2 separate regions of the Zea mays genome follow, and region 2 is linked to region 1. The links are chromatin contacts, called in public Hi-C maps. All regions are on one chromosome and are shown on one strand. The core of a region is the stretch at or near the end of the contact, and the rest is flanking DNA. Distances in the headings are between cores, read along the strand shown.

Region 1 (7,582 bases), core at 1,678-4,177:
ACCAGGCTGCGAGCGCCAATGTTGAAGTATGCCGTGATTTTAAACGAGGAGAATGCAATCGACCTGCCTGTCGCTTTTTGCATCCATATACAAGTTGAAGTTTTCTGTTAGCTAAAGTAAAGTAAATTGTACCTTGTTTTCCTCTTCATAATACAAATGGCTGCCAAATACATATAGATGAAAGAACGCTCCCCTAAGAACACATAGTTATAGAGTTAACTTCAACGTCAACTTGTGGATCTTTTGTCCATTCAAACCAGCTAGAGCAAAATAGATTTTAATTTTGGTAATTTTTGTCATTTGGGTAAATTAAGGTATTTTCAATGAAATGCAACTTTTATCTGATCTGAACAGGCATGCGAATGATCATGTTGGTTCTCTAAGATTTCCAATTGGCTAAGATAGCATGCACTTGTTGAAGTGATCCACTGTTTGACCAGCTTCATTATCTTTTACTCCACATCAATTCTGTTCCTTCTGGGAAAGCTCTTCTGCTAAGTTTGATCTTAGATTTATGAACCACAAGCCCACAACAATGGCAAATGACCTCTTATATGAAAAAAACCCGACCTGCGGGGGGTAAGATCGCCCCCACGGGCTGTGCATTACATTAAGAAGACCTTCTCACGTAGGTCGAGAAAACCTCCAAACCCTTGTTCCACCCACATACAATGACACCATAGCACATGTGAGAATAACCGTGACTAGGACCGAACCTTAGACATGTGCTTTGGCCTCAGCCTGAAATTCGCTCTCATGAGGTCAAACCCAGGATCTTAGGAGTGCTACTCAAACCACCTAATCAATTCAGCTAGAGGCCCTTTTGCATGGCCTATTGTATGACTCCACTTTTAGAATTTATTACTAGTTTATGGTGGGCTATTGATAAAATATTAAAATTTATATGGTCTGATATGCTCCTGCGTATTTCTCTCCCACGAACTAATTTTCTGAAGTTAGTTGATAAACTAATGAGAGTATCTTTCAAGTGACTACTATTATTTTGCTAACCGGGTTATCTGACATGTGTCATACCTAATGCTGGGTCTTATAAGATGTAAGACTAACAGTAGCTGTTGCTATATGTTTTTTCCATTGAGAAATCATCAGTGCTAAAATGTAGAATCTGCTTTTTATTTTTTTCCCTTTACTGAACCAGAAACTGCAGGCAAGTCCCCATATTTAGTTTTCAGTCTTATTAACAATGCTGTTAGCTGTCTTTAACATATGGGTACTGCTTGTTTCCTCAGCTTGAGTGCTCTGCCCACCGCCGCCGCTACTGCTGTGCTGCTGCTGCTGCCGCCGCCGCCGCCGCCGCTGCTGCGCCACCACCACCCATTCTGCTTCTGCCACCAAAGAGCTGCTGCGCTGGCTGTTGCGTCGCTAAGGTGCCATAGAGCAAGGAAGCCATAGAAGGCGCTATGTATGCATCGAATAAAAGATTCTAATATCCTGGGATATTCAGATGGTTGCTTGAACTTGCTTTACTCAATGCTTGAGCAGTGCCCCCTTCACTATAGGGGCTGTGTGTGGTTTTGTATTTGTTGTCATAAAAGATATTTTTTGACTCTAGCTAATTTGATGTCTACGCTATTGCCTTCCCCTTAGCATCACACTTTATTGTTTGTATAAGTTATTGAGCAAATGTTTCGCCACGGCAGGCCTGCCGCTGTTTCAAACAGGCACCGCCAGAGAACATTCTGATGTGCTTTGTGTTACTAAACTATCATATACAGTACCAGCTACCGAGTTGATTGAAACGGCAAGGTATCTGAAAGGCTGGTTGGTTGATGGGCTCCTATGCAAAGCGTGAGGCAGAGCTGCTGTTCGGATGCGGACACAAATTCTACAGGAGTACGGGTAAGCGATTTTAAGCATGAGCTCTGGGGACACAGATTCAGACATTGCAACGGTTTTATGGGTAGCCTGCCTGAAGGGTCGCCACCTAATCCCTGCCGATCGGGGCAATGCTATTCTGGGAAATGCTATGCTTGCACTTGTAATAACTGCCGCTTCTCTGACTGAGCTTCGTTTGCAGCTGCTGGACTTCAATCATGCCGCTTCTCTGTGATTGAGCTTCGCTTCCTTTTTGCTGCAGCTACTTTTCGTCGTACAAGTGGTTACCAACAGCTGCAGTAGATTTGGTGGGTGTTTGGTTTCTAGGGACTAATGTTTAGTCCCATCATTTTATTCTATTTTAGTGTATAAATTGTCAAATATAGAAACTAAAATAAAGTTTTAGTTTCTATATTTGACAATTTTGTGACTTAAATAGAATAAAATGTAGGGACTAAATATTAGTCACTAGAAACCAAACACCCCCTTGGTGTGCCGCTGGCTGCTTTTTCTGACCCCCTCTACGAACAGTAGGTGTACATTACAAGCGGAAGGTGGCGTCACAGGACAGGAGAAAGCAAGCACGGTCCAAGGCCGTTCTAGCTGTCGACGCCGCTTTGGATAAAAAAAAAAGAGGTGACGCCACTGACGCGAGAGCGGGAGAAAAAGCCAGATTCATCTGCAGTGTCACTGATCCGGCGTCGACGCCGCCTCGTAGAGCAGGGAAATGACATGGGCTACGACTTATACGTCACTGCTTAAGTAAGTAACAGTAACGTGACGGCCTGACCGGTGAACTCGCAGCCACCGCTTTTGTTTTAAGATTTATCTCTTTTCCAAGTTCGATAGGTTTGCGTTATTTTGCCTCCAATTGTTTTTTTGGGGGTTCATTAATGTATGTGATTTGATGCGCTGAGGCATCGACATCACGGGTGTAAGCAGCTAGCTGCTGAGGTCTGCCTTGCCTTATCGTCGCGATTAATAAAGCTGTTTCTTTCTCTGCTTGCATTGCCAAAGCCGCGGTTTGGGCTCTGCAGACGTAACGTAACGATGCCAACCCTATATTTTGAAAAGCCAACGAGAGCGGTTTGAGCTCCTAGTAAAGTAGTAATAGCGTGCCTGTTTCTACAGGGCTTCCCGTACTGACACTGATACCTGCCTGGATATTATTAGTAGGATATAGTATATATTATGGTCTCAAGGGCTGCTACCGATTGGAGGGTCAGGTCTTCATTCGCAAAACACAGACATTTGACTTGCGCTCTCCCTTTCTCTCTCTCTCTCTCTGTGTATGTGTGTGTGTCTCAGGTTCTCAGCAAAGAGCAGGGAGGATAAGCTTGGAATGCCTTGGCAGTGAGAGCTGCAACTGCAACAAAGCAACCGGCGTCCATGGTGGAGAGGGAAAGGGGCGAGGGAGAAGCCAGGGCCCTGGCCAGCGGGCCAGGGCAGCAGCAGCAGCAGGAAGGAGCAGCGGAGGGCGAGAGGGTCGAGAAAGAAGGAGACGAGCGGGAGGAGGAGGATCGAGACGACGAAGCCGTGGAGTGGTCCGAGATACGGCTCGCCATCGAGGAGCTGTCCCCGGCGGCCCATCTCAAGCGCGTCGACGGCGATGGCAAGGCGGCCGCGTCGTCCCTGCCCACGCTCCGCTTCCTGGCGCTGTCGCACCTCCTCGTTCGAGTGCTCGGTGAGTAGCAACCATCAGTTGCCATGCCATACCATGCATGTATGTATCTCATGTTCTTGACCTTGCCCGCCTCCAAGCTGCATGCTCATCTCTACTTGCGTTTCCACCCCCTCACTGAGTCACTGCTGAATCCTCAATGGCGATTTGCCCATGGCGTTGCGTGTTGTGTGTGTGTGCAGATAAGATCGGGCCGACCATGGCCGTGCTGAGGCTCGACGTCCAACGGAACATCGAGGTGAGTAAACAAGACCTCCTCCTCCTCTCTCTCTCTCTCTCTCACTCTCGTCTATCTCAAAGATTGAGAGTAACAGACAACTCTTCATGGCTGCTAGTACAGGTACAATTAGATTAACGCTTGTAGTACATACTTACCGTATAATAATTGCAAATAAAGTCTCGAGCATGGTGTAGAGTTATAAGCTACCCTCACCCGTTCGTTCTCTGTCAGACGAGCTAGATAGCCGCAGCATCACACACCAAGAAAGAAGACAAGAATACAGAAAGCAAGTTGCATCCAATCGCAACATGAATTCGCGTCTCGAAACTGTTCGGACGGTGTGTGGTCCATGCATGCAGCCAGGGCCAGGGGGAGGGGGTACGTACGTCACTCCGCGTCCGCTTGCCCCTGTCCCGTGCCGACCACACGGCTGCGCACCAAACAGGAGTACAGGACCCAGTCCGTTTGGCTGGCTCTATATATCGGGTTATGTGATTATGTCATGTCTGCTTATTTTAGTCCCACTGCCACCGTGTACTTAAAATAAATGCATGATTGTGTTTTTTTAAATGGATGATTGGGACGTGCGCACGCATATTTCGAGTTCCTAGCTACTGAGCTGAGCTGCTTTCACGTGAAGTTCCGGTATATACTAAACATTTGGGAACTCAATGAACCAGTAGAAGAAATCAGCGCTGCCATCTCAGAGTAAAGTTAAGTGGTGCAGCTGCACAAATCACTCTTGGACTCGCGGACAACGATGGCTTTCAAGGGACAAAGGGGCGTCGTCAGACAAACAAAGGCGATAGGACGTGGACCGGACCGGGCCGGGCCTTCTTCGTCGCGTTATCTTTTATTGTTTTTTTTTTTCGCTTTGCTTTGCTTTCGCTGGCTGGAGGACGCCGCCAGGCCGGGGGCGAGGCGGAGGGCGACGCGCCACGGATGGGCCCGTTACGTGTGGCGCGCACAGGCCTTTCTCCAACTGCCCCCCCGGGTCACATCCGCCCACTGGCCGGCCCCGGCCCCGGCCCGGGCCATTTTTTGGCCGGCAGTTCGTGTCCCGTCCCTTTCGCGATGATGTCTCTCTGTCTCTGTCTTTACGAGAGGCCGATGCTTTTGTCGTCTTTTTTTTTCCCTCTCTCAATCTCCCAAAGAAAAGAGATGAACGAAGATAAGGGCGAGAGTGTGGCGTAGAGGTAAGAAAATCTTCCGTTACTCCTAGACTGGTAGAGTTTGTGTGTGGGCAAGGGGCTGTACTGATGGAGATTTGCATGCCAAGTGGGGCTTGTCTTTGATTGGCATGGAAGAAAAAAGAAAAGGTGAGAGCTATATATGCTGGGGGCAGGCTCGTCCATGGAAAACTCGTATTATTGGTTACCACGACGAAGTAGTAAAGTAGATCCGGTGTTCTTAATCCGTTTTTAGTTGTAAACCGGGTAGTTGAACAGTGGATGCCTGTTGCTGCAGAGGCTGCAGGAGCTGTACCTGCTGGACCCAGCCACGTACTCGACCCTGACGGGGATAGTGGAGAAGGAAGTGAAGGAGGGCACAGCGAGGAAGGTCGACAGCTGCGCAAGGGCGATCCTGTGGCTTGCTAGGTAAAACAAGCTACTTTGTTTAAATACATACATACATGCATGCATACGGCCTCTTCGTCGTCGTCCCCCACTTGTAACGCGTCCCGTCTTCTAAACTTGGGCCAGATCCATGGATTTCACAGCTGCGCTGTTACAGAGGCTGGAGGAGGACTCTACGCAGCAGCAGCAGCAGAGCCTCGCGCAGCTCGTGGAGGCCGCGTACGAGGCCACCCTGAAGCCGTGGCACGGCTGGATCTCCTCGGCGGCGTGCAAGGTTGGGGCGACCACGCCACCGCGAATCCTTTTTTGTGGCCGCGCGGGTGCTGTGCTGTGCTGTGCTATGCTAGTTCTGAATGGTCTCCGCTAACTAACTTTGACCGATCGATCGATCGATTGATTTTTGATCCGGGCCGGGCGGGCGGCTTATAACGTTTTGCAGATAGCGTGGAAGCTCATCCCCGAGAGGAAGGTCTTCACCGGCATGCTGCTGGGGACGGGCCAGGACTGCTCTGCACTTGAAGACGAGATCGGGCGGCTCGCGCTGTTGCTTCGGCCCTTCCTTGATGACATCCACTCCATGATGGTGAGCGCTATATGACTAGTTCTGCTTCTGATTCCATCTCACAAGCTTGAAAATGTTCAGACTGCATGCCGTGCTACGAGTATCACTATCACCATATCTCTGACTCTGACGCCGCGTTTTCGCAGGCCAAGTTCAGACTGGACAGGCTCAAGTCGACGTGATCCATGGCGAACCCGACGCAAGCCCAAGCCATGGACATGGACATGGTCCGATCCCCGTCCTTCGCTGTGAATACTGCCTGCCCTGGCTTCCGTCTTCGAGTCGCATTTGCTTGCGGTTAGGTCTAGTTTAGACGCTGCTGCTCTCTAGTCTGTACATAGGTCTTTTGCTTGTAGAATAGACTCCCAAGATCTGCATGCGGTGCCCTTTTTTCGTGGTAGGCTACGTTTGGACAGCGCCCCTCCTCAATTGCCTCTGCCTGTGCCAATACGTTGGCCGGCCAAACTTTGGCTGCCCAAGAAACGGCCAACTTTGGCAGGGAAAATGAACTAGCAAGTTGTTCACGATGCCAAACTTTGGCAGGCAGCAACCATCCAAACATACAAGATGCCAATAGTCAACGACCTTTTATTGGTTTGGCTGGCTGGTAATGGGCTCTAAATTTTACGCTATAAAATTTAAGAATCGAGTTATATTTTTATTTATTTTTAAACTAAAATTACCTTTTAGGCCGAAGAAACATTTGAATCGTGATCTATCACCATGCCTATGCACACATGCATGCTTGCTTCTCCTATGCAAACCATAGTCTGACAGGATGATCCCGTTTCTACTAGAAACTATAACGTGGGCCGTTCCATCGTCACATGACCTCTCTCAATCAAACATAACCCTAACATTCCATGTGTGTGTACCGTTGTACAATCCTAGTGGTAGACACATTCGTCCTACACTAGCGTCTCAAGTTACCATGTGTGTCGCCGAATCTGTCTCTAGACTGAACATTATTAGTAACAACATACATGTAAGTTGCCAACCCACTAGCTACATATTGGTTGAATCCAAACTAGCATGCTAATTAGGTTATAGAAAATTAGGGCCGGGCAATCGGTTTATTCGGAATCGGGTTTTTTCGGTGGGAGGAAACTTCGGTATCCACGATGATTTGAGAATCGTGTTCCGTGTTCTGAATTTTTCGGTGCCACCGAAATCACCCAACTTCAGTAGTAGGAAAACAATGACGAGAAGAAACGAGGGCTAAGCTGGATTTGAAAGGGCCGGGTGGGCTTGTGGCTCATTAATACCACTACTAGCCCAGCGCGGCCCAGTAGAAACAGCCCATGAAGTTACGGGGCATGGCTTCAGTACGGATGTTGTTTGTTGCATGCATACTTTCCCGGGGGTTTTTTTATTCTTTTTTTATTGGTGCTCAGAATCCGTATGATTCGTTTCCAGAGCGTTGGTGAAATTGGCATAAAAAAAGTTGGACCAGGGGCACCGGGTCATATCTATAGTTGCTCAGAACCAGTATATATGATATGATACTTCCCTTGAGACTCAACACAGTGAGGTACCCCGTAGCTTTCTAAAAGTTTCCGGTGTTGCAAGCCATGCGTTGCCCGCGCACGCGGTTTAGCACCTGACAAGCGCCGGCCACAAAAAAAAGCGGCAGGTGCAGAAACGATCTCCGATCCATTCCCGAACCTCCGAAAAGTTCCCTTGTAGCCCGTTTTTTTATCGATATT
Region 2 (7,582 bases), core at 1,698-4,197, 270 kb before region 1:
GATGGAACTTGATATGTGGATGAATCTGTGTATTATACCTGTTATGGAACTTGTAATATGTGTATGAAATCTGTGTAAGCAATCTGTGTGAATCTGTGTATGAAATCTGTGTATATTTTGTGTTTGAAAATTCTGTATATATGAATCTGTGTAATGAAAACCGTCTGTGATTTATATTGTATGCAGTCGGACTTATATAAAAAACCGCCTGTGATGTGTGTCTATCACAGGCGGCTAGGATAAGAAACCGCCTGTGATGTGTGTCTATCACAGGCGGTTCCTTTGAACTGGACCGCCTGTAATCTGTGTTTTTCACAGGCGGTTTTTGATTGACCGCCTGTGATGTTGTTTTACATCACAGGCGGTGCACCACAAGCGGTTCCTGGAACCGCCTGTGTAGAGGTTAACCGGACCGCCTGTGCAGAGGTATGCTGTAGTAGTGTATATCTGGAGGTGTGTCCTGTCGGAAAACATTCTATATATATCACCGGGGTCGCGAACAACCTTTTGCTCATTTCTTTTGCACAAAGCACACGATCATATGCCGTGCTCTGATCAGCGTGTGAATCCTGTTGCTATTTTAAGCGCAGTCCCTTAATTTGGGTAATGCTGCCTGCTGCCTCCGCTGGCTACAGCACCTCACCCAAAAAAAAACGCAGTATCAACAAGAGACTTTTGGCACTGCCCTAGTATAGCCGCGCTCATCTGCCCATTATATTAGCGCCTACTATACACGATCCCATTGTTTATCCTCAGTGGGCGGCTCGAGACGGCGATTAACCGGCGCAGTCGCTGCCGCACAGCTACAGCTACAGCTGAGCTGCCCTATCCACCCAGTTTTCAACTGTACAGATCATACCGATTTGTAACGTAGCGACGAAGATGTTGGGGGATTACGGGTCACGAGGATTCCCCCTTCCCCCGGTTTCGGTCTACCGTGGCAGCACTGGCTGGCTGACAGGTGGGCCAACCAGGGTGCCATGAATTGCTCGCGTGTGCGTGTTCATCATAAGCCTTCCAACGCACTCGGTTTTTTTTTTCAGTCGGGGTCGTGGCTTTCTGCCCATGCATGCGTCTCTCTCTCTCTCTCTCTCTCTCTCTCTCTCTCTCTCTCTCTCTCTCTCTCTCTCTCTCTCTCTCTCTCTCTCTCTCTCTCTCTCTCTCTCTAGATCTTGCCCCAGCAAATGGAATAATGATGACACATGGGCGTGGTGCTGGTGGTGCCGAATGAGAGCGGAGACCGGTCCACGGCGAGCTACATCACTAGACGCCAGTAGTGTGTGCGCCACGCTTGTCGACGTCGCCGCGAAATCATAGCTCCATCTCACTCCTGAGTTGGAAGCTGTTTAGCATATCATGTCGATCTGAAGTACAAGCTCAAAGCAATCTGCCAGCTCCAGTTAGGCAGTTATGCTTATGCCAGTCATGTGAGCTTAAATTTCTTTTTAAACTTCGGCCAACTTCATACCCAAAAAAAAAAACAAATTCTCCCAACATCTCCGATGCCAAATTTGTTTTTTTTTATTAAATCCTTCATAGAAGAAATGTGCCTTGGCAATGCGTTTGCTCAGAACCTATACTAGAAGGTTGGCACGTTTTCCTAAAAAGTGTATTTAAAGTCCGCCAGTTTTTTTTTCTAAATGTAAAACTAAGGTCATGTACAACCCCATTTAATACGGAGTCCTTTGAAGGGTCTCTAATGGCTAAGTAAAAAGATACAAGAGACGAGCTCTTTACGAAGAGCTCAAATCTTCACGACTTTCGATACACTACGTCTCTTATCTGTATTTATGTCTCAGGATCTCAGAATTATATCATATAGTCACTTAGTCGTCTCTTATACTTAGAAAACCGACTGAAAAAGAAGAAAAAGTGGATTTCTAGTGGTAGGATGCAAAAATCAGAATAAATTAGAACCATTAACTATAATATATTAATATAATTAACTATAATATAATAAAATTATTTTTTTGAATTGCAGTAGTGAACGACTCTTAAATCGTTATCCCCTATTATTTTGAATGGCATAATAAAATAGAATAAGAATAAATGTTTTCCTAATCTATATAGAGGGAAACTACATATCCCCCTTATGTACATATTTCTATGGGGAATCGTGCTTTAATTTTTCATTGTATTAAATGTCTTAAATAAAAAAAGAGGGAATTTGATCTGATATAGATTATAGCCAGACTTTTTTGGCCCACCTAATTGTAATTACAATATATCTTATGATTGTACATGCCCTAAAGTACAGATGCCCTAAAAGTACAGAACTGAAGACGGGCGGAGCAAATCAATCAGCTGCCCATCTTTTGCATGGAAAACCTCGCATGCAAACAATCCGCGCACCGTAGAGAAGAAGAGACGATACAAGTTACATGTTCACGTTTCTTTCCCGACTTTTGGATGCATGCATGATCTTGTCGATGCATGCACGCAGCTCAAACACTACCTGCAACCACATGATCACGCTCTCTGCATCAGCAAGCATCTCCCTTTTTCGTACTGACTCACATAGAATTATATTCGGATCACGATCAGCACCTAGCCCAAAGGCATGTCTCTTTTTTACTCGGCGAGTTGGCAGCTCATAATTCGGGTCCTTACAATATATATTTTTTTTTTTTGCAAACCTGCTGCTCTGTGGGAGAAGGGGGAGGAGCATTGCAAATCGCGTTTAGGAAGAGCAGGCAGCCTGCCTCTCTCCTGTCAATGCATCATGCAAGCAAGCAGCAGTTGCGAATTGCGTTCCAAACCGATCCCCCAACTCTGACTGTCCCCACGCTTTCAGGCCGCCAACTTTTTCCCCGCACTCCCTCTGGCCTCTGCTCCGGTCGTCCAATCACTAGACCTTTCCCTTTCCAGGACCGCCCGCTCGGGCTCGCTCCACCTTTGCCTTTATCTTCTTCCTGCAACCACGATGCGGCTCGACGCATGGAGCGTGAAGCAAAGCACACGCCCCCTCTGGCCCCTCTTCTCACTTGCCCCTCCCTCGCCTCGTTCCATTCCATCTCGCCACTCCATTCTCTCTCTCTCTCTCTCTTCTTCGATCGAGGAGAGCCCATACACATCCAGCCAGCACAGTAGCCTGCCTGCGTGCCTAGTCCATCTCGTGTGCAGCAACTTCAACTACTAGTACATCGCGGCAGCTCCTGCTGTTTCGGCCGGCTTTATGGCCATCACCTCACCTGCAGCAACTTCAACTACTAGTACTCGTTACAGCCACAGCGGCTGACCACAGCGCGCGCAGTAACTCTGCTGCAGTCACCTCCGTCACCTGTTACGTCGCCGTCGCGTCGCCATGGATCATCGGTCCTTGATGGGGATGATGCATCATGCATGGGAATGGGAGTGAGTGCTCGAGGCAATATCGAGAGAGATTTTCTGGTACCGCGCGCTGCATTCTCGCCGCCCTGTTTGTGAGTTGCTCAGCAGGCAGCAGCTGGTGTCGGTGCTGGCTCTTGATCTGGATCTTGCCATCTTAGATCGCGGCAGCGAGAAGCATGATACCTGCTGGGCGTTTCTTTATTATTGCATCTCGTTGATCCGGTCCGTGGTGGTGGACGACTGGTGGTGCGCGCGCGCAAGATGAGCATCCCGCACCTGTTCCGGTGCCCCATCAGCCTGGACATCTTCACGGACCCGGTGACGCTGTGCACGGGGCAGACGTACGACCGCCCCTGCATCGAGCGCTGGCTCGCCGCCGGCCACCGCACGTGCCCGGTCACAATGCAGCCGCTCGGCGACGCCGCGCTCGTGCCCAACCGCACCCTGCGCCACCTCATCGAGCGCTGGCTGTCCGCCGACCACCAGATCTCCGACGCGACGACGCCCGCCGCCGCCGCCGCCACCAGCGACGACAACGCGGAGGAGCCGTCGCTCGCGGCGCTCAAGCGCTGCCTCCAGTCCGGCGCCGGCAGCGGCGCCAAGGTGGCCGCGCTCAAGAAGGGCGTCGCGCTGGCCTCCGAGTCGGACGTCGGCCGCGCGTGCATGCTCCAGCTGGGCTTCCTCCCCGTGCTGCTGCAGCTCGTCTTCCACGCGCCCACGACGCGGGACCTGTCCGAGCAGGAGGGGCTTGCGCTGCAGTGCGCGCTCACCCTCCTGCCGTCGAGCCCGGCCTCGCCGCAGCACGGCTGCCTCAACATGCTCAAGACGGAGGCCAGCCTCACGTCCTTCGTCGGGCTCCTCGCGCGCGGCCCCGCCGCGGCCAAGGCGGGCCTGTGCCGCCTCCTGGAGACGATCGCCACGGCCGCCGCGACGCGGGACCTGGCGCTCGCCGCCGCCGCGTCGCCGCGGGTGTGGCAGGCGCTTCTGCCGCTGCTTCGGCACGACGACGAGCGCGTCTCGGTCGCCGCGGTGCGCGCGGTGGCCGCGATCTGCTGCGCGGCCGAGCCCGCGCGCGGCAGCGCCGTCCACCACGGCGCCGTCCCCGCGCTCCTCGGCTGCCTGGCGTGGGCGTCGGCGGGCAAGGGCCGTGGCGCCGCGGCGTGGAGCGCGCTCGCGGCGCTGGAGGCGCTCGCCGCGTCCGAGGCAGGGCGCCGGGCCGTGGCGCGCGATCCCGGCGCGGTGCGGTCGCTGGTGAGGCACGTGTTCATGATGTCGTCGAGTAACGAGGGAAGCGAGCACGCGGTGGCCGCGCTGCTGGCCGTGTGCAGGGAGTCCAGGGCGGCACGGACCGAGGCTGCCGCCGCGGGGCTGGTGACGCAGGTGCTGCTGCTGCTGCAGAGCCAGTGCGGAACCAGGGCCAAGACCAGGGCGAGGTCGCTGCTCAAAATGTTCAAGTCCATGTGAAACAAGCGCTTAGTTTAGGTGTCAATGCTGGATGTTCTTGGCTTCAAGCTGTAAGTTTGTGCTTCAAAAACGTCCGCTAATTAATTTCATGCGTAGTTTCTTGGAAGCTGCTCGCAACCAGGTGTGATGACTGATGAGCCGTAGCTATGGTTATTTCATGCCTCCAAGTAACGCAGAATCAGGCGATCTGAAAGAGTTTAGCCAGTTTAGTTGACACTGAATGTTATTATATACAACATATATAAATTACATATCAATCTAAAACATCAAGCGGGGATAGCTCAGTTGGGAGAGCGTCAGACTGAAGATCTGAAGGTCACGTGTTCGATCCACGTTCACCGCAATATTTATTTAAAAGTTTTTCTTTTTTTTAAACCTTTTCTGAGAAGATAAATTTAATCCTGCTGATTTATTTAATTTGGCCCTGTTTAAAACCTTTTCTGAATACACAAATTTGTTCACCCTTTAAACCTTTCGAATAAACAATATTCTAATCTTGTTCTGTCTTAAAACCTCTTCTGAATAGATAAATTTAACCGTGCTGATTAATTTAATTCGGATCCGTTTTAAAAAAACATTTCTTTCAATACACAAATTTGGCCAAATTTGGTCCTCTTAAACCTTCTGAATAGACAAAGTCGTAAGTATTTTTTGAGTTTATATGTGTGCATACATAATTATATACCTCGGTCCTTTTTCAGTCCTCTCAAGCCTTTTGAACCAGGCACCGTGTATATTGCATTTCGATGACAAAATGTGATCTAACCATGAGTTTACATCGGGACGTATATGTACGTATAACTACATGTCTATATAGCAAGAGCGACAACAAACCTTAAACCCTAGGAATATACAGAACTTCCTGTTACAGCTTCCTCAAGAGCTCCATTTGGCTGTACTGAACATCCGGTAACTATACGAACAAGTTGCTGACGGAACATCTCTGGATACCTTGTCATGGAGATATTGCGCTCTTGATTCTCCTTTTCATAAATCGCTCTCAGAACCTTTTGGGGGAAATATTGGGGCTTTGGAGTTTCATCTAGCCAACATCCAACCAGGGATCTGAGATGGCAGGAGCTGGAATGCGTCTTGTCTGATTATGCGTGTAACTTGATGTATTGCCAAGGCCAGGGGAGAGCATTGGATGAGGCGGAGAACGCATGCACCTCACGTTGGACTGCTTAAACTGCCGCAGGGGGCTTGAGCATGGTGAAACTGGCTCATCCAGGATTAGGGCTGTTGTACCACGAACATTGTCAGTCAGTCAAAATTGTGGGAAACGGTACACGGTAAAGATGGAAGTAGAATACCTGTGTGGTGAAGGAACAACAGTGGAAAATCCAGTGAAATCTCTCATGCTCAGTCCAACACCCTTCAGAGGGGTAATAATCTTCCGAGATGGCAACTTCCTGTTGGACTGCAACAAGAAGATCAGGATAAGGAGGGTGAGCATTCAGAGCATATCTTGCGAATGAAATATGATGGCATTTTCTTCCCCCTTTTACACTAAACAATTTATAATGAAATAAAGTAGCACTTGCTGACATTGTCAAGCTAGTAAGATAGGTTAATTATCACCCTTCAATACCCCCCCATCACAAAAGAAAGTAACACCGACAAATGTGCCCGAATGGGTTCAAAGTTCAAACGAGAGCATATAACTCAAGCAAACATGAAGTGCTCAAATCAGTGATCCACTATATGGCTATCTCCAGCAGTTTACTTATCATCATCTTCTATTTCCACTCTGTAAATAGTACAGAACAATTCTTTGCACAACCATATGCACGATCTACCGGCCAAGGTGTTCTAGTTTCTATAACTGCACTTGGAAAGTTGAAAAGAAAATACAACTATTAAAGAATGAGAAAAAACTGACATTGCTTAACTAGAAACAATACCATTGTGTGTCTGCCATCTGCAGGAGAAGAGGATGTGTTCCTCAATGCACTGGATTTTACAGCTCTCACTGCAGGATGGTCCTGAACAAAAGGATGATCCATTAGTTGGACCGCAGATGCACGAGATGCAGGGTTACGTTTCAAGAAAAGCTGCAAGAAACTTTTCCCTTCCTCTAAGAAAATGTTTGGGATTTCATGTATATCTTTACTGTTTGTGATCTTAAATATTGCTGCCACCTGCAAAATAGTATTAGATGACATTGGATTAGTGTTATTCATCACAGTTACATGGAAAATCACTCCTTTCTAAATGAAAGCCTACCCCCTCATATTGGTGCCAAGGAGGTCTTGTCGTCGCCATTTCAATAATGGTACAACCCAGACTCCAAATGTCCACTGATAAACTGTAGCTTGCACTGTTCATTATAACCTGAAGGTTTCCTAATGATGAGAGAACTTCATTAAGAGACGCGTAGCAGATTACGACAAACAACCAGTGAAGTTCATTATTACAATAGCTCACCTCAGGAGCCATCTAGTAAGGACTTCCTTTGACAGAGCGTATTTCAGCAAAAGATGATATCTGCTCAACAAAGTAAAGAAAAAAATGGGTTTACTAAGGAAAACAGAAGCAAGCACAATCATTGGGTGCCCTTGTTTTGGAGACCACCAAAGAGCCAGAAACTTGTTAATTGTTAAGAATCCTTTAGCTAGAGTGCTGGATAGGCAGAGAAGGGCAATAGGCCATTAGCACCCCTTCAAAACTTTTTCTCCACCTTTATGTGAGTAGGCACTAGGCAGATAACTGTATACTTGGGTTTATAAGAAACCGGAGCTCACACCTACTTTAATTCTATTTCTATTGAAAACATGGATGTTAGTGC

The links. A called contact is a pair of places that touch in the nucleus more often than the background predicts.
Region 2: a Hi-C map of endosperm shows a contact between it and region 1, with 2.1 times the contacts expected there. The contact joins the promoter of LOC107305677 here to the promoter of LOC100276602 in region 1. A contact is called at or near these places in 2 of 25 Hi-C or Micro-C datasets (endosperm and tassel).

Annotation. Positions count from the first base shown.
Region 1 is chr2:50,385,224-50,392,805 of Zm-B73-REFERENCE-NAM-5.0, reverse strand. It overlaps LOC100276602, which reads left to right and starts at 2,927. Exons shown (of 3, transcript NM_001150351.2): 1 at 2,927-3,520; 2 at 3,700-3,755; 3 at 5,205-5,346. The coding sequence starts at 3,226. The coding sequence ends at 5,339. LOC100382535 reads left to right here. Exons shown (of 8, transcript NM_001357852.1): 8 at 6-1,051. The coding sequence ends at 98.
Region 2 is chr2:50,659,698-50,667,279 of Zm-B73-REFERENCE-NAM-5.0, reverse strand. It overlaps LOC107305677, which reads left to right and starts at 2,947. Exons shown (of 1, transcript NM_001320797.1): 1 at 2,947-4,842. The coding sequence starts at 3,592. The coding sequence ends at 4,794. It overlaps TRNAF-GAA (transfer RNA phenylalanine (anticodon GAA)), which reads left to right and starts at 5,065; the gene lies at 5,065-5,137. It also overlaps the pseudogene LOC103648629.